Regions from separate parts of the Oncorhynchus mykiss genome. Here region 2 is linked to region 1. Evidence: chromatin contacts called from public Hi-C data. All regions are on one chromosome and are shown on one strand. The core of a region is the stretch at or near the end of the contact, and the rest is flanking DNA. Distances in the headings are between cores, read along the strand shown. Region 1 holds the start of tti1 (TELO2-interacting protein 1 homolog). Region 2 holds the start of e2f1 (transcription factor E2F1).

Evidence for each region. Hi-C and Micro-C count contacts between places; a contact is called where the count stands out from the background.
Region 2: a Hi-C map of blood shows a contact between it and region 1, with 6 times the contacts expected there. The contact joins the promoter of e2f1 here to the promoter of tti1 in region 1. A contact is called at or near these places in 2 of 3 Hi-C or Micro-C datasets (blood and liver).

Annotation. Positions count from the first base shown.
Region 1 is chr16:49,787,062-49,794,309 of USDA_OmykA_1.1, reverse strand. tti1 (TELO2-interacting protein 1 homolog) reads right to left here and starts at 4,357. Exons shown (of 8, transcript XM_021566293.2): 1 at 4,231-4,357; 2 at 1,589-3,903; 3 at 1,241-1,408; 4 at 743-888; 5 at 440-580. The coding sequence starts at 3,884. LOC110492200 (regulation of nuclear pre-mRNA domain-containing protein 1B) reads left to right here and starts at 4,357. Exons shown (of 9, transcript XM_021566295.2): 1 at 4,357-4,520; 2 at 4,714-4,801; 3 at 5,221-5,442; 4 at 5,644-5,773; 5 at 6,067-6,206; 6 at 6,374-6,495; 7 at 6,785-6,911; 8 at 7,106-7,248. The coding sequence starts at 5,292.
Region 2 is chr16:49,935,534-49,942,781 of USDA_OmykA_1.1, reverse strand. It overlaps e2f1 (transcription factor E2F1), which reads left to right and starts at 3,894. Exons shown (of 7, transcript XM_021566302.2): 1 at 3,894-5,362; 2 at 5,531-5,633; 3 at 5,765-5,984; 4 at 6,295-6,447; 5 at 6,533-6,647; 6 at 6,790-7,018; 7 at 7,159-7,248. The coding sequence starts at 5,117. znf341 (zinc finger protein 341) reads right to left here and starts at 3,537. Exons shown (of 16, transcript XM_036947164.1): 1 at 3,417-3,537; 2 at 2,848-2,958; 3 at 2,489-2,679; 4 at 2,123-2,272; 5 at 191-406. The coding sequence starts at 3,447.

The DNA of each region.
Region 1 (7,248 bases), core at 3,108-5,607:
TCTGGTGATGTTTATGGGTTCAAGACTTCAGGCAGTCATTGAGTGCAAAGGATTTGCAACCAAATATTAAAACTCACAATTTAATTTATGATTATGTTAGTTTGTCAAATTACTTTTGAGCCCCTAAAATTGGGGGGCTATGTATAAAAATGGCTGTAATTCCATAACGGTTCATACAATAATTTTGACAAAACCTTAAATTAAAGATGAAAGTCTACACTTAAAGCACATCTTGATTATTTCCTTTCAAATCCATTGTGGTGGCGTACAGAGCCAAAATTATGCAAATTGTGTCACTTTCCAAATACTTATGGACCTGACTGACAAATGAATTCCCATGTGTACTTTTTCCTAATTATGTAATCAACTATGTATTATGTAAACAGGAAATTATTATTATTTAACTGAGTGAAGGTGGGAGCAGTAGTAAAATAGACACCCTGAAGGCTCGGAGGACAGCTAATGGGTCATCAGCAGTAAGTCTGATCAGCAGGGCAGGCCAGCAGCGGTGGGCCATGGGCAGTAGCTCATTCTCCTTCTGACTTAGCACACACACACACAGTTCCAACACATCCAGGACCTGCAACAAACCAAATCAAAAACCTGGGTCAGGACTCACAGAATTGGAGATAGTGAGCACACCTGACAGCAACATGTGGCAGAGGCTTATATTTTATTGAACTCTCTGGTCTTTAGATTTCAAGCTAAGTATCTTTGAATTCAAAAGAATCTAGAGTACTACCTTGAGTCTGAGTCTCAGGCTGGGGTCTGAGAGCAGGTGAATGCAGCGCTCCATGACGTCTTTAGCTATGGTGATGTGGGCTGGAAGCTCAACTTTCACATCAGGACCATCCATATCCTCTTCACAGTCCATGCTTGGCGGGAGCTCTGAATTCAAATAAAAATAATAATACACGTTTGAATTCAGTGCTAGAAACCCAGGAACTCATAACACTGATGGGTTCTGATGTCTGTTGCACCGTTTTCAACTGACATTTTTGAAACATGGCTACCTGTCACAGCAGCACACCACACAAAATCGTCCCGATGCCTAAAAAGCAGCGCAATGACTCAGACTCAGCTATGAAGGAAAACGGCACGAGTCAAACTTATTCAGGTCTGACACGGCACAGTAGTCTTGAGAACCTTCACCAAGCACGGCGCTAATGTTGTGCATCATTAATGTGAGAACTTTGTTTTCAGGGGAATAGTGTGGCAGTCAGAGAGAGCCCAAACTAACCTGGGTGCTCTGTGCCCTCCTCCTCTGCCCCGATGCCCACTGCCAGCTCCTTCTGTTTGTGGTAGTCCAGGAGAAACTGGCGCACATTCAGCTGGTCCTGCTCACGCCACACCTTCTTGGTTCCCAAAGCGTCACTTGTTCCCGCAACACTAGAGGGGAACCACCTCGCTGTAGTGGAAAAGCAACATGATTAAGATTGTGTTACTTAGGTTGTGTTAGCTAAAGGTTGTCATTTTGTGTCCTGCGTTTCAATTTCCTCTGAGTTCTCCAATTCAAAAGCATGCCATGACATGGTGATAACAATGTTATAAACTAGGGAAAACATTTAAGTGGATGTGGAAACTTTACCTAGAGCCTTCATAAGTGAGTGCAGCACAGTGCAGAACAGAGGGGACGTCTCGTCGTAGCTCATGTCCAGAGCCAGCAGCACGTCCTGGACTATGTCCCCCACCAGAGGCAGCAGGCTGGGGTCGGAGTGACTGAACATGACGGTGAGGACCCTGGGGGCGTGGGGGTGGACACCCAGCCTCTGGAGGTTCAAAGATACATCGTTCAGCAGGTAATCTGAGTTCTCATTGATCAGCTCCTTCAGGGAGGCATATCCACAGGCCCGGCTGATGTCCCACATGGCATCCAGCGCTGCCTGGCTGATCAACAGGGTTTCATCCCCGGCCTTCTCCAGAACCGGGTACAGTGATGTCATCAGAATGAGACGGAAGTCCATCCCCAAGGCCTGGGCAAAGCAGCCTATCCCCTCCAATTGAATGCAGATCTGCCAGATGTTGCTGTTCAGCTCGTGGATGGTGGAGCTCTTGTGGACTGCTTGGACCAACTGGAGGGGATTCCCTTTCCCTTCAACCGCATTAGATATGGAGAAGAGACTAAACAGAGTTTGCTGCTCCTGGTTCCCTCTGTCTGACTCCTCACCAATAAGGGTTGGCAGGTGCCAGTGGCTCAGGCAGATGTACTCCTCTATAATGGATTCTACTACTGCTTTCAGGTCCTCCTGACTGGGCACTCCCTGCCTCTCCTGGCCTCCAGCCACACCGATGCCTGCTGCTCCTGTGATCACCTCATTCAGCACCATTGCAGCTTGCTTCCTGTAGACCGATGACTCCTTGTACAGATCCATTAAGTGATCTACTAGGAGATAGACGTTCCCATAGTAACCTAACACCCTGCAGATCTCCTTGAGCAGGGAGAAGATTCTTTCGTCTGTGAAGTAGAGGAAGTGCTTCCTCTGAGCATGTGCCCCAGGCCCCGTCTCCACAGTTACGGCAGAGCTCCTCTCCTCCACGATGCGTACGTCCATCACGTCTAACTCCAACACCTGCATCAGGGCCTTGGACACCCGCTGGAGGTGGGCCGCCGAGTTGAGTACCACTATCACCTTGGGGCCCAGGATTTTGAGGTAGCCCAGGAACACGTTGAGGACAAACACCTTACGCTGGTCATCAGACGTTCTCATGAGGCGCGGCAGCGAGGTGGCCAGGGAGTGGAGGTTCTCTGACAGAACGTCAGTAAAGGCCTGGTTGTTACTATCTGAGCTCTGATGCCTCTCTGCAACCTCCCTCAGGGCAGCCTCACACCTCTCCCTCACAGTGGGCTCCTCATCGTTCACAGCCCCCACCAGAGCCTCCAGGAGGGGGCCCACACACTCACCCAGGGAGGAGTTACAGTTGGCCAGGAGGTGGTCTGAGAAGTTCACCATCTCAAGCCTCACTCTCCAGTGCTGATGAGCTGAGGTGCAGGAGATGATCTTTTTTAACAGTAAGGCCAGCCTCCCAGAGGTGTTTCGCACCCAGTCTTGAGTTCTCTGCACTACCAGCTCCCATGCTCTCCCTAGTTCCCACAGCTGTCTCTCCCCAGTCCCTGTGTTCTGAAGCTGGTCATCAGCCATCACCAATCCCACTGTCTTAAACCACACCTTAATGGCCCTAACTGTGACAGCATGTCCATGTCTCATATCGCCAGTGATCACACGGCTCACAGCGATGGTGATCCCAGGTAAGAAAGAAGCCATGGTGCTGCCTAGGATACGCCTCTCCTTCTGACCCACCAACACATGGTCCATAGAACAGTCACACTGGAGGGTCAGGGCCTGCAGGCATTTCAGAGCAGCAGCCTGCACGGTGCGGGACTTCTCCTGCTCTCCCAGTGCCAGCAGCAGGGAGATAGCAGCCCCAAGGCCAGGCAGCATGATGGGCTCAAACAGCTTGAAGACCACGTCACCATAGGCTGCATGGAGCAGAGCATCCAGGCACCTCAGTACTGCAGCTCTCAGCTCCTCGGAGGTAGGTGCTGGCTTCCCTGGGTCCGTGGGGGAGCAAAGGCAGAGGCAGAGCTCGGAGAGAAGGTCCCTCAGCGTCTCCCAGCTCCGTACACAGGTGTTCTCCAGGACATATCCCATGGCCTCAGCCACAGCCTGGATCAAGCCATCCCGCTTGGGGCCAGGGATTTTGAGGATGAAGCGGAGAGGAAAAAGGACATAGTCCTGCAGCTGCTGCAGAGTTCCATGATTTACATGCCTCAGCTGTGTGCTCAGGGTTTCCACATTGCCCACCGTGGGCTCACGAGTCAGGAGCACACAGGCTGGACGGAGGTAAGCAAAAGCAAGCTTTGGGTCATCAATCTGATGGTCCATTCTTTGAAGACAGAGGTCACTCACTGAAAGAGAGAATGATGAAATTGGTCATTTGATCATAAACTGTTTTGGGATGCAGTAGTGGGATGCAGTTTAGCAGTAGGCATGCTCAATGCATTAAAATTATTTTGACTATCAGAATAATAGCTTATCTTTCAGTTACCTAAATGTTCATCTTATAGGCCTAACTTTGGTCCTTTGCTCGTCAACCCAAAACAGAACTTTGCCTGGCCATCCTTGCTAAAGGTAACGTTAACGTTAGATAGACAGAAAGCTAGCTATCTAATGGAATGCTTAAATGCCAAAGCAAGAGTAACCTAACAAAGTAAGCTTCAAATTAGCTTACCTTTGTTAGTAAATATTTTGTAACGGACATCTGAGACGAACTCCTTTCGAGATACAGCACTGAAACTGAATGAAGACTGTCCTAGCTGACTGTCACACTAGCGTCACTTTTCCCTGTAGCTACGTCATTATCCTGCGTCGCATAGCTGTGTTTACCATGCTTGTTTGCTAGCTTGCTTGTTTTGGTGCAGTTAATACTTGTAAATTAATTATATTTAAACATATGTTGGGGTCAAAGTTGATTTCGCTGCACTTCAATTTTTTGACCTGCAAAACTGGCTAAAGGAAACGGTACGATTGTATCTTTGTCGTTTTCCCACCCTAAGCAAAGCATGATGATACTTGACCGACAGCGGTTGATTTAGCGAGCTAATTTGCATGTACATGTATGTCGTTTAATATAGAGCTATACGTGACAATAATTTGCTAATATTTCAAGTAATGATCTAATTTCACCAGTTACTCTGCAACGTTTTTCGAACAGATTTTGTACCTGTCGGGTGAAAGGTCAAGCGGCCATCTTTGAAGAGATCCAGAGACTTTTAGAAAGACAGCTGGCTAACGGAGTGACGGTATAGCGACATATATGTGTATTGAAACGCACATTTACTAGACTGTGAATGGATGTATTGGTAATGAACTTGCAACTAGTATCCCAGAATAGCTAGAGAGAAAACAAAGCCAGTGAATATGTTAGCTAACTCGCTAGGCTAACGCTATCTAGCTAGGACTTTCTAGATGGCTATTTGTAAATAGATACTATAACGTTATCGTTAGATAGCGAGGTAAACACGTTTACTAGATTGCGAACTCATCAATGTAAAGGCGATTGCATAATTGAACACGTTTTTGTAGGTAGTTAAATTAAGAAAGACTCGAGAAGCATGGACAAACAGACGTTTGGGTAGTTAACGTTAGGGGGTTTCATGCATAACATTAGCAGGTTGCATGGCTAACTGTCTGGAACTTTTGTTTTTGATGACATTGCTAGTTTCCTTAGTTAACGTCCAAGAAACAGTTGTGAGGTGAGGCATATCAAAGAAAGACCTATCTGGGCACATCATGTCATCATTTTCTGAGTCTGCGTTGGAGAAGAAGCTTTCGGAGCTCAGCAACTCTCAGCAGAGCGTTCAGACGCTGTCTCTGTGGATCATTCATCATCGCAAACACTCGTCGCTCATCGTCAAAGTATGGCACAGAGAACTGAAGAAAGGTGAGAGAACTTATGAACGTTGCCACCTCGACAATATTGTCTACCACAGCTAGTTGTAAACTGAAACGTTAATGTCACTTGAAGTATGCCAAACACTGTTATTTACCTTGTCTACTTTCTGTATTTGTCTTGTCTACTTTCTGTATTTGTCTTGTCTACTTCCTGTATTTGTCTTTTCTACTTTCTGTATTTGTCTTTCAGCAAAAAGCAGCAGGAAGTTGACGTTCCTTTATCTTGCCAATGATGTGATTCAAAACAGCAAGAAGAAAGGTCCAGAGTTCGCCAAAGACTTTGAGACAGTCCTTGTTGATGCTTGCTCTCATGTTGCAAGGTATGTGGTCTGGGATGATACAGTTTCAGAGCTAAACTTTTCTCTCGCACTGAAATGTTCCTTTAAGAGACTTGTGCTGCAGGCCTATGTTTTAGTATACCGTGTTTGCATTGGAGGGTTGGCCTAGCTACATCAGTAAGACATTAACCTGCTTCTAAACATTGGTATGTGGAGTACACTGCTACTGCAGTATAACAAGACAAGAACCAAGAGTATAAAATAAGTTATTGAGTTGCTTGGCTAGGAAGAGTTGAATTTCATGATAAATCTCTCTTTTTCTCTCTCTCCCTCAGAGAGGCTGATGATGGCTGTAGAAGGCCCATGGACAGGCTGCTCACTATCTGGCAGGAGCGCAGCCTCTACAAGGTAGAGTTCATCCAGCAGCTGAAGCTCGCCATCGAAGACTCTAACAGCCCCCAACACCAACCCACAGGTACGGTCAGTTAGGTTATCACTGATGTAGCAGTACAGCTTTACTAGATGACTGACTGGTGACAGCATGTTTCGTGTGTGTGTGTGTGTTTGGATGTCAGAATTCCCATGCAACATCATCTTCCAATTGGTTGTTTTTGTATAAATCTGTGGTATTTTTTTATACAGAAGAGAAGAAGGCCCCTAAACGGACCTATCAGAAAATCCAGGAGCTGGAAGAAGAGGAAGAAGATGACGACTACAGGGGCCACATGTCCCCACAGGATTCAGACATCTCAGGGCCACAGCTGGTAGACAGAACTAACACAACTCCATATGTCTTTAGCCCATCCACCAGTACTTTGCTTATTACACTGCAATGTGACAGCTTTTCACACTAGTTGTAATTATCTCCCAACTCTCCACTAGGTGTCAGTGATCCATAGATGTCCAATGGACTCATGATTTGGAAAATTGTCGTTTTTGTACTTTGTTTGTTAATTGTGTTTTAGAAACATTCTCCAGATTGAAAATTGGAGATTGATACCTAGAGCTTTGGTATTCACACACCCTTCACTTCTTCCCCCATCCTCCCCTCAGACGGAGGAGCTGGTCAAAGCCCTGCAGGACCTAGAGAATGCGGCCTCGGGTGATGCTGCTGTGCGCCAGAAGATTGCCTCTCTGCCACAGGAGGTGCAGGATGTGTCCCTGCTAGAGAAGATTACTGGTAAGTCCCGAGGGAGTCTTCGTGGTATCTGGAGCACAGGTGAACTTTTGTCCCCGCCCATCTCCAAACTCAATGTGTATTGTAGGTGAAGGGATTATTTTTTCAAACTTAAATTTGGTGAATTAAATCGTTTTCGAAATTGTGCTTAAGGAAACATTCCACCCTGTTTGACTTGACTCACCCTGACCCTATAGATAAGGAGGCAGCTGATAAACTGTCCAAGACGGTGGATGAGGCCTGTCTACTGCTGGCTGAGTATAACGGACGTCTGGCTGCTGAGCTGGAGGACAGGAGGCAGCTGGCGCGCATGCTGACAGAGTACATCGGTAGCCAGAAG
Region 2 (7,248 bases), core at 2,645-5,144, 150 kb before region 1:
TTAACCAGGTAGGCCTGTTGAGAACAAGTTCACATTTACAACTGCAACCTGGCCATGTATAACACATGAACTAATGGTCCAACATCTTTAGGATGTTGCCCACACACTGCAGAGTACAGACATGGAAATAAACAAGTCTGTCATCTTCCTCATTCTGTGCAAATTACAGATTGCCTTAGTAAAAGCTCACCTGTACAGATTGGAACGGCTGCAAGCCCAGGGTGTGAATCTCTGCACTACCACTCCCAGACATTTGAGGCATAGTGCTGTAGACCTGGACCACTGAGTTGCTGATACTGGACAGCACCTGGGAGGACAGAGGCTGAGACTGTCCAGGTGGGAGAGAGTGGGAGGACTGCTGATGGTGCTGGAGGTAGGATGCACCTGTGTGCATACTCAGGTTACTCTGAGAAGGGAAAGTAAACAAGATTTACAGTTGAAGTCGGAAGTTTACATACACTTACGTTGGAGTCATTAAAACTCATTTTTCAACCACTCCACAAATTTCTTGTTAACAAACTATAGTTTTGGCAAGTCGGTTAGGACATCTACTTTGTGCATGACACAAGCAATTTTTCCAACAATTGTTTACAGACAGATTATTTCACTTATAATTTACTGTATCACAATTCCAGTGGGTCAGAAGTTGACATACACTAAGTTGACTGTGCCTTTAAAAAGTTTGGAAAATTCCAGAAAAGGATGTCATGGCTTTAGAAGCTTCTGATAGGCTAATTGACATCATTTGAGTCAATTGGAGGTGTACCTGTAAATGTATTTCAAGGCCTACCTTCAAACTCAGTGCCTCTTTGCTTGACATCATGGGAAAATCAAAAGAAATCATCCAAGACCTCCGAAAAAAATATTAAAAGACCTCCACAAGTCTGGTTCATCCTTGGGAGCAATTTCCAAATGCCTGATGGTACCACATTCATCTGTACAAACAATAGTACGCAAGAATAAACACCAGGGGACCACGCAGCCATCATACCGCACAGGAAGGAGACGCGTTCTGCCTCCTTGAGATGAACGTACTTTGGTGCGAAAAGTGCAAATCAATCCCAGAACAACAGCAAAGGACCTTGTGAAGATGCTGGAAGAAACAGGTACAAAAGTATCTATATATCCACAGTAAAACGAGTCCTATATCGACATAACCTGAAAGGCCGCTCAGCAAGGAAGATGCCACTGCTCCAAAACCGCCATAAAAAAGCCAGACTACGGATTGCAACTGCACATGGGGACAAAGATCATACTTTTTGGAGAAATGTCCTCTGGTCTGATGAAACAAAAATAGAACTGTTTGGCCATAATGACCACCGTTATGTTTGGAGGAAAAAGGGGGAGTCTTGCAAGCCGAAGAACATCATCTCAACCGTGAAGCTCGGGGGTGGCAGCATCATGTTGTGGAGGTGCTTTGCTGCAGGAGGGACTGGTGCGCTTCACAAAATAGATGGCATCATGAGGTAGGAAAAGTATGTGGATATTGAAGCAACATCTCAAGACATCGGTCAGGAAGTTAAAGCTTGTTGTAAATGGGTCTTCCAAATGGACAAAGACCCCCAGCATACTTCCAAAGTTGTAGCAAAATGGCTTAAGGACAACAAAGTCAAGGTATTGGAGTGGCCATCACAAAGCCCTGACCTCAATCCCATAGAACATTTGTGGGCAGAACTGAAAAAGCGTGTGTGAGCAAGGAGGCCTACACACCTGACTCAGTTACACCAGCTCTGTCAGGAGGAATGGGCCAAAATTCACCCAACTTATTGTGGGAAGCTAGTGGAAGGCTACCCAAAACATTTGACCCAAGTTAAACAATTTCAAGGCAATGCTACCAAATACTAATTGAGTGTATGTAAACTTCTGACCCACTGGGAATGTGATGAAAGAAATAAAAGCTGAAATAAATCACTCTACTATTATTCTCACATTTCACATTCTTAAAGTAAAGTGGTGATTCTAACAAACCTAAGAAAGGGATTTTTTACTAAGATTAAATGTCAGGAATTGTGAAAAACTTGAGTTTAAATGTATTTGGCTAAGGTGTATGTAAACTTCCAACTTCAACTGTTTATAGTGAATACAGCCAGAAGAATAGCTTAATTCAATGAACACCACTTACCTGAATAGGGGGCTGCAAAGCTGCCATGGGTTGGTCAATGGACGTGAAGGCGGAGATGGCAGACATCAGAACATCATCACTCACTAAAACATTGCCTTGGACAAGTGTGTGAGTAAGAGGAGATGGAGGCACTGTAATGTATGTGGATACCTGATGTGGATGGCAAAACAAAGAAAAAAGGAAGACCGCATTAGCCAGCATTTACAATGCAAGCAAATTATTGTTCTAGAGAGGATGCTATGGTACGACGCACTGGCCCATACAGGAGATGAGTAACTAGTTTCTCACTCATGGCACTCCACTTTGGGAAGAGACTAATTAATAACAAACATCTCAGCTAACAATAAAAAAGAAGCCAGTACCCACCTGTCTGTTGGCGGGGGTCTGTGGCACAGAGCTAATGGAGGGCACAGGGGTGTAGGCATTACTAGATGCCAGTGATACTGTAGACAGGGAAGGGGCATTGGACTGGCAATGCTCTCTCTTGTGGGTCATGAAGGCATGCAATGAATTGAACTGTTTCTTGCACTTCCCACAAAGAAAGACGTCTTCGTCGTCTGTAGAGAACAATTGGGGATATATCAACACTTCAGTATTTCAATGGCAATAAATCGAGATGCAGAATGCATGGTTGATGTGTGTTAGAGTAGTTCCTCTCTATGACCAACACAATGCAGTCATGCACTGATCAAGAGGAGAAAGGGGAAGTGAAGAGAAGCGCACACCCATTGACTGAATGGTAGATGAGCCTGAGACGTTCTGGCTGTTTGGGTCAGGCACACCTCCCTGGCCATCCAACAGAGACTGGACAGCCAGGACTGTCTGGTTGTCCATCCCTGGAACAGAATAATATAACTGGGGTTCAGAACGGTGCAAATCATGGTGCATATACCACAGTTCGACATGAACAAATCAAAATGCGTGATAGGACTGGTGCGCCACTGCTCTTTCCGAAAACAAGGCTGCCGATTCCTGCCATTTTCTGGTGGTGGTAAATGATTGCTAGCTCAAGTGGCAGTTGTTTATTCTCAACGAATTACCAAACCAAGGGAAAAACAATGCATTACCACAAGCAAATCTAAAGAATCCATGGAAGATTATAAAAATTCGCTCAACGAAATAATAGCTAGCTAGCTGTCTGGCATCGATTATAATGGCTTTATCATACCACAATGACATAATTTCACCTCCAAGATAACTTAAAATAACCGCACTGTTGCTAGAAAGCGTTGTCTTAAAACCCACTAGCATGTTGCTAAAATAAAAGTGTGAATATGATCAAATGTATTGATACCTTCCAGGACTTCAAATATAGCCTGCGCCATCTTGTAGTTCTTCTGTGTGTAGGCGCTCAATTAATACGACTGCGTGTCCGATAAAGTTAGGTGGGCGGATTCCCAACAGCTGTTCCAGGACCAGTTCCAACAGAATTGGTCTTGTCTTTTTACTTTGGGATTGGGTAGGACAGGCTGATCCCAAGTCAGATGTTAATGGCTATGGTAACTCGGCGGTAACTCCTGCACCCCTCTTGATTTGCATCACAAAATAGTTACCAAATAATTAAGTGAATCAAATGAGTTAGGATATAGTCTAATATACACTTTCTTACATTTTATCTGACAAAAACATATTTTCCCATTCAAAACAACGAGCGTGGTATCACATAGAGTGGCACTTCATTGAACCAATGACAAGTCTGACTTTAGCGGGGCGCATTCACTCAGCCAATTGAAATCGTGATATTCATGCACATGCCAGTTTCGCGGCTAAAGGATTTGGCGGGTAAACCTCAACTCTTGTTCTGATCAGCTGGGATAATAGCACAACATATCATAGTTGATTTGGGGCTCAGATGAGACATTTTGTGCACGGATTATAGTCAAGGTGTTCATTGAAACGATCCATATGATTCGTTGATCGGATATGTAGATTTTTTGGGTGAATATTTGTCATTATTTCAGTTTTGCGGTATTACTTCCTGGGTGTGTTGACCATAACGAGTGGGTGAAGAACTGAGTTTGCTAGTACTGTATCTCGCTAGCATGCTAACTTGCCCAAATTTTGTCATTTTGAAATAACGCATTATATAAATCAGGTTATTTATTCTTCCAAGGTAACTAGACGTTCTGGGTAGTGCAATTTTGTTAGGAAGTGTAATAAGTATTTAGATTGTTGACTTGTTGTAGCTGATGTTTTGCTTGTGAGCTTCGTATGAAACTTGAGTTGTGTTCGAAGTTAACCCTGAAGCGAACACAACCCAATTTCTTGGCTAACAATACTAGCAAGCCAGCTAGTTAACTAACTCGCTCAACTTTTCTAGGTCGTTGGATACAGTATTCAATTAACTCTGTTCGCTAGCAACACAGTAAGCAAATTATTATCATTATGTTTACAATTTGCTCCAAACTAACGTTGATGTAAATCAACGTTAGCTACAGTAAATAACTAGTTAGCTAACGACAATGGACAAAGGGAAGGAGTTGCTATATGTGGCCTCGCCGCAGTCATTGGAAAGATGAAAATACCTAACGTTAGTTAGAAAAACTTCGCAGCAAGTTAGCACGCTAGCTGACCTTGGTGCTGGTTTATTACACTTTTTTCAACTATCAATATAGCATAAGTGTTGCTGTATTGTATGGTTTCAGACGAACTACTGTATATTAGACTGAAGCTGTCAGAAACCTCAACCACTGTCTCAACGTTATTTTATAGCTGGCTAATTTGTAGGAATCACGCCCTATATTTGACCTTTGACCATACATTTTCGAATGAGTCAGCTTTGTTGGAGCTTGATTGTCAGCAAGATACTGTTAATATTAGACATGTTTAACCTCAGTATTTGAAAGCCAACTCTTTCAATACATTTACACTATTATGCGCATACATTAGAGATGACATATGTCAAAAGGTGCTAATACTACCATACCAAGCCATTGGACTTGAATTCTGCCCCAACACGATCTAGGGGACTAGAGCACCCCAGTTGTGTGTGCGATGTCAGAAACGCTCCTATCAGGTCAGACGTCGGAGGATCTATTGGTAGACTTTGAGTCTCTTCTGAATGCTGGGAGTATTGGCCTCTCAGAGGACCACCAAATAGTCATAATCTCCACTCCCAGCAATGTGGGCTTCAACTCTGCAGTCCCCAGCAACACTGGAGAGATCCTTCTGTTCGCCACCCCCCAAGGCCCTGCAGATGTGGTCCAGGACCAGCGACGGCCAACTCTGGGACGACCACCGGTAGTTAACTGACCGTTTTGTAATGGGTGTTGGCCGGAGTGTGACTAGGATAAGGTTATCCCTGTACACTGACTACAGAAAGTGTGTCTGTGTGAGAAATACTTATCTGTGTGCATCTATACTAACATTTGACCTTGTCCCCCACCCCTTTTATAAATTGTGTTTCAGGTGAAGAGGAAGCTGGACTTGGACAGTGATCACCAATATGTGAGCACCTCTCGCCCCCCTTCTCTTGGGAGAGCCCCAACATCCACACCAGCACCTCCTAGAGGTACAAGACACCCTGTTTTACATTCACAACTTAAATATAACTATTAATGATAGTTCAGTTATAACTATTATAATTTTGGCCAAAGGAATGAAAATACTTGTATTTATTACCTGTTTCCCTTTCTCTCTCAGTTCCAAAGCTTTCCACAGAGAAGTCTCGCTATGACACGTCTCTGAACCTGACCACCAAGCGCTTCTTGGACCTGCTAGCCCAGTCTCCTGACGGGGTGGTGGACCTCAACTGGGCCTCGCAGGTCCTGGAAGTGCAGAAGAGGCGCATCTATGACATCACCAATGTCCTGGAGGGTATCCAGCTCATCTCCAAGAAATCAAAGAACAACATACAATGGCTGTAAGTCTGAACTCTTGTACTGTACATGCAGTATGACAATATGTGTTCTGGTCTTTCTGGCCGTGGCTTTTGCAGAGCAAGGGGAACAACTTCTTCAGCGTCTCAGCAAGTGACGTCACCAATTGAAACGCTATTAGCGCACACCACTGCTAACTAGCTAGCCATTTCACATCAATTACACTTACAATCCTTATTGTGCTGGCCTCTACAGATATGAGTCAATGCATACATCAGTGATTTTACAGGATATTTGTATTAGAAACACTTTTATTCCATTATCCTAACTCTGAGGTCATTCTGTTGGTCACAGGGGGAACCGTATTGATGAAGCGTCTGTTTCCCGTTACCAGGACCTACAGAAAGAGGTCTCTGACTTCACACAGGCGGAGGAGAAACTGGACGAGCTCATTACCAAGTGTAACCTTCAGCTGAGACTCCTCACTGAGGATACCCAGAACAAGAAATATCCTTTTGTCTTTTACATTTTTTTTTTTACTGTACGTGTTTGAATATGCATTATAGGGCCGTTTTCTTTAACATAATGGCACGCTGGGTTATGTGATGTGCCAGGATCTGCGGAAGTCTTTTGACTCTCCTGACCAGCTGGTGATGGTAATCAGAGCCCCTCCAGAGACCCAGATGCAAGTCTCAGAGCCCAGTGAGGTATGTGGAAGGGTAAAATAACAATGGACGCTTGCTCAAGACTCTTTTTCTGGACCAAATACTGTATTCCAGGTAATGTGGTTTAAACTTCAACCACAACTGTTGATTTGTCTTCTGTTATTCTTTTGTCATCTTCTGGCAGGGCTATCAGGTCTCCCTGAAGAGCACTCAGGGTCCCATCGACGTCTTCCTGTGTCCAGAGGACAGTTCTGGTGTCTGCAGCCCAGTGACAGGCATCAGCCCAACTAAAGCCACAGACCAGACAATGCCCCAGGATGCAGAACAACCACAGTGCAGCACCACACAGGAAATTACATCAACAGCTGCGTCCCAACAGAACTCCTCCCCTCTGCCATTATGTCGTGAAGCGGGTAAGCTGCTCTCACTAGTGTCACACTGTCACCCTGAGATTCAGGAATGTCTGAGATTTCTCCAAGAAATACATTAACATTCCCCAATGGCTATTTGCTGTGGTCACTAAAAGTGCATTCCCTTTACTTCTGTCTTTCAGAAGCATTCCTGGAAGGCGACCCGTTCCCCAACCTGGGAGTGCTGCCGGACTTTGACCTTTCACCCCTGCCATCCTCTGACTTCCTCGGTG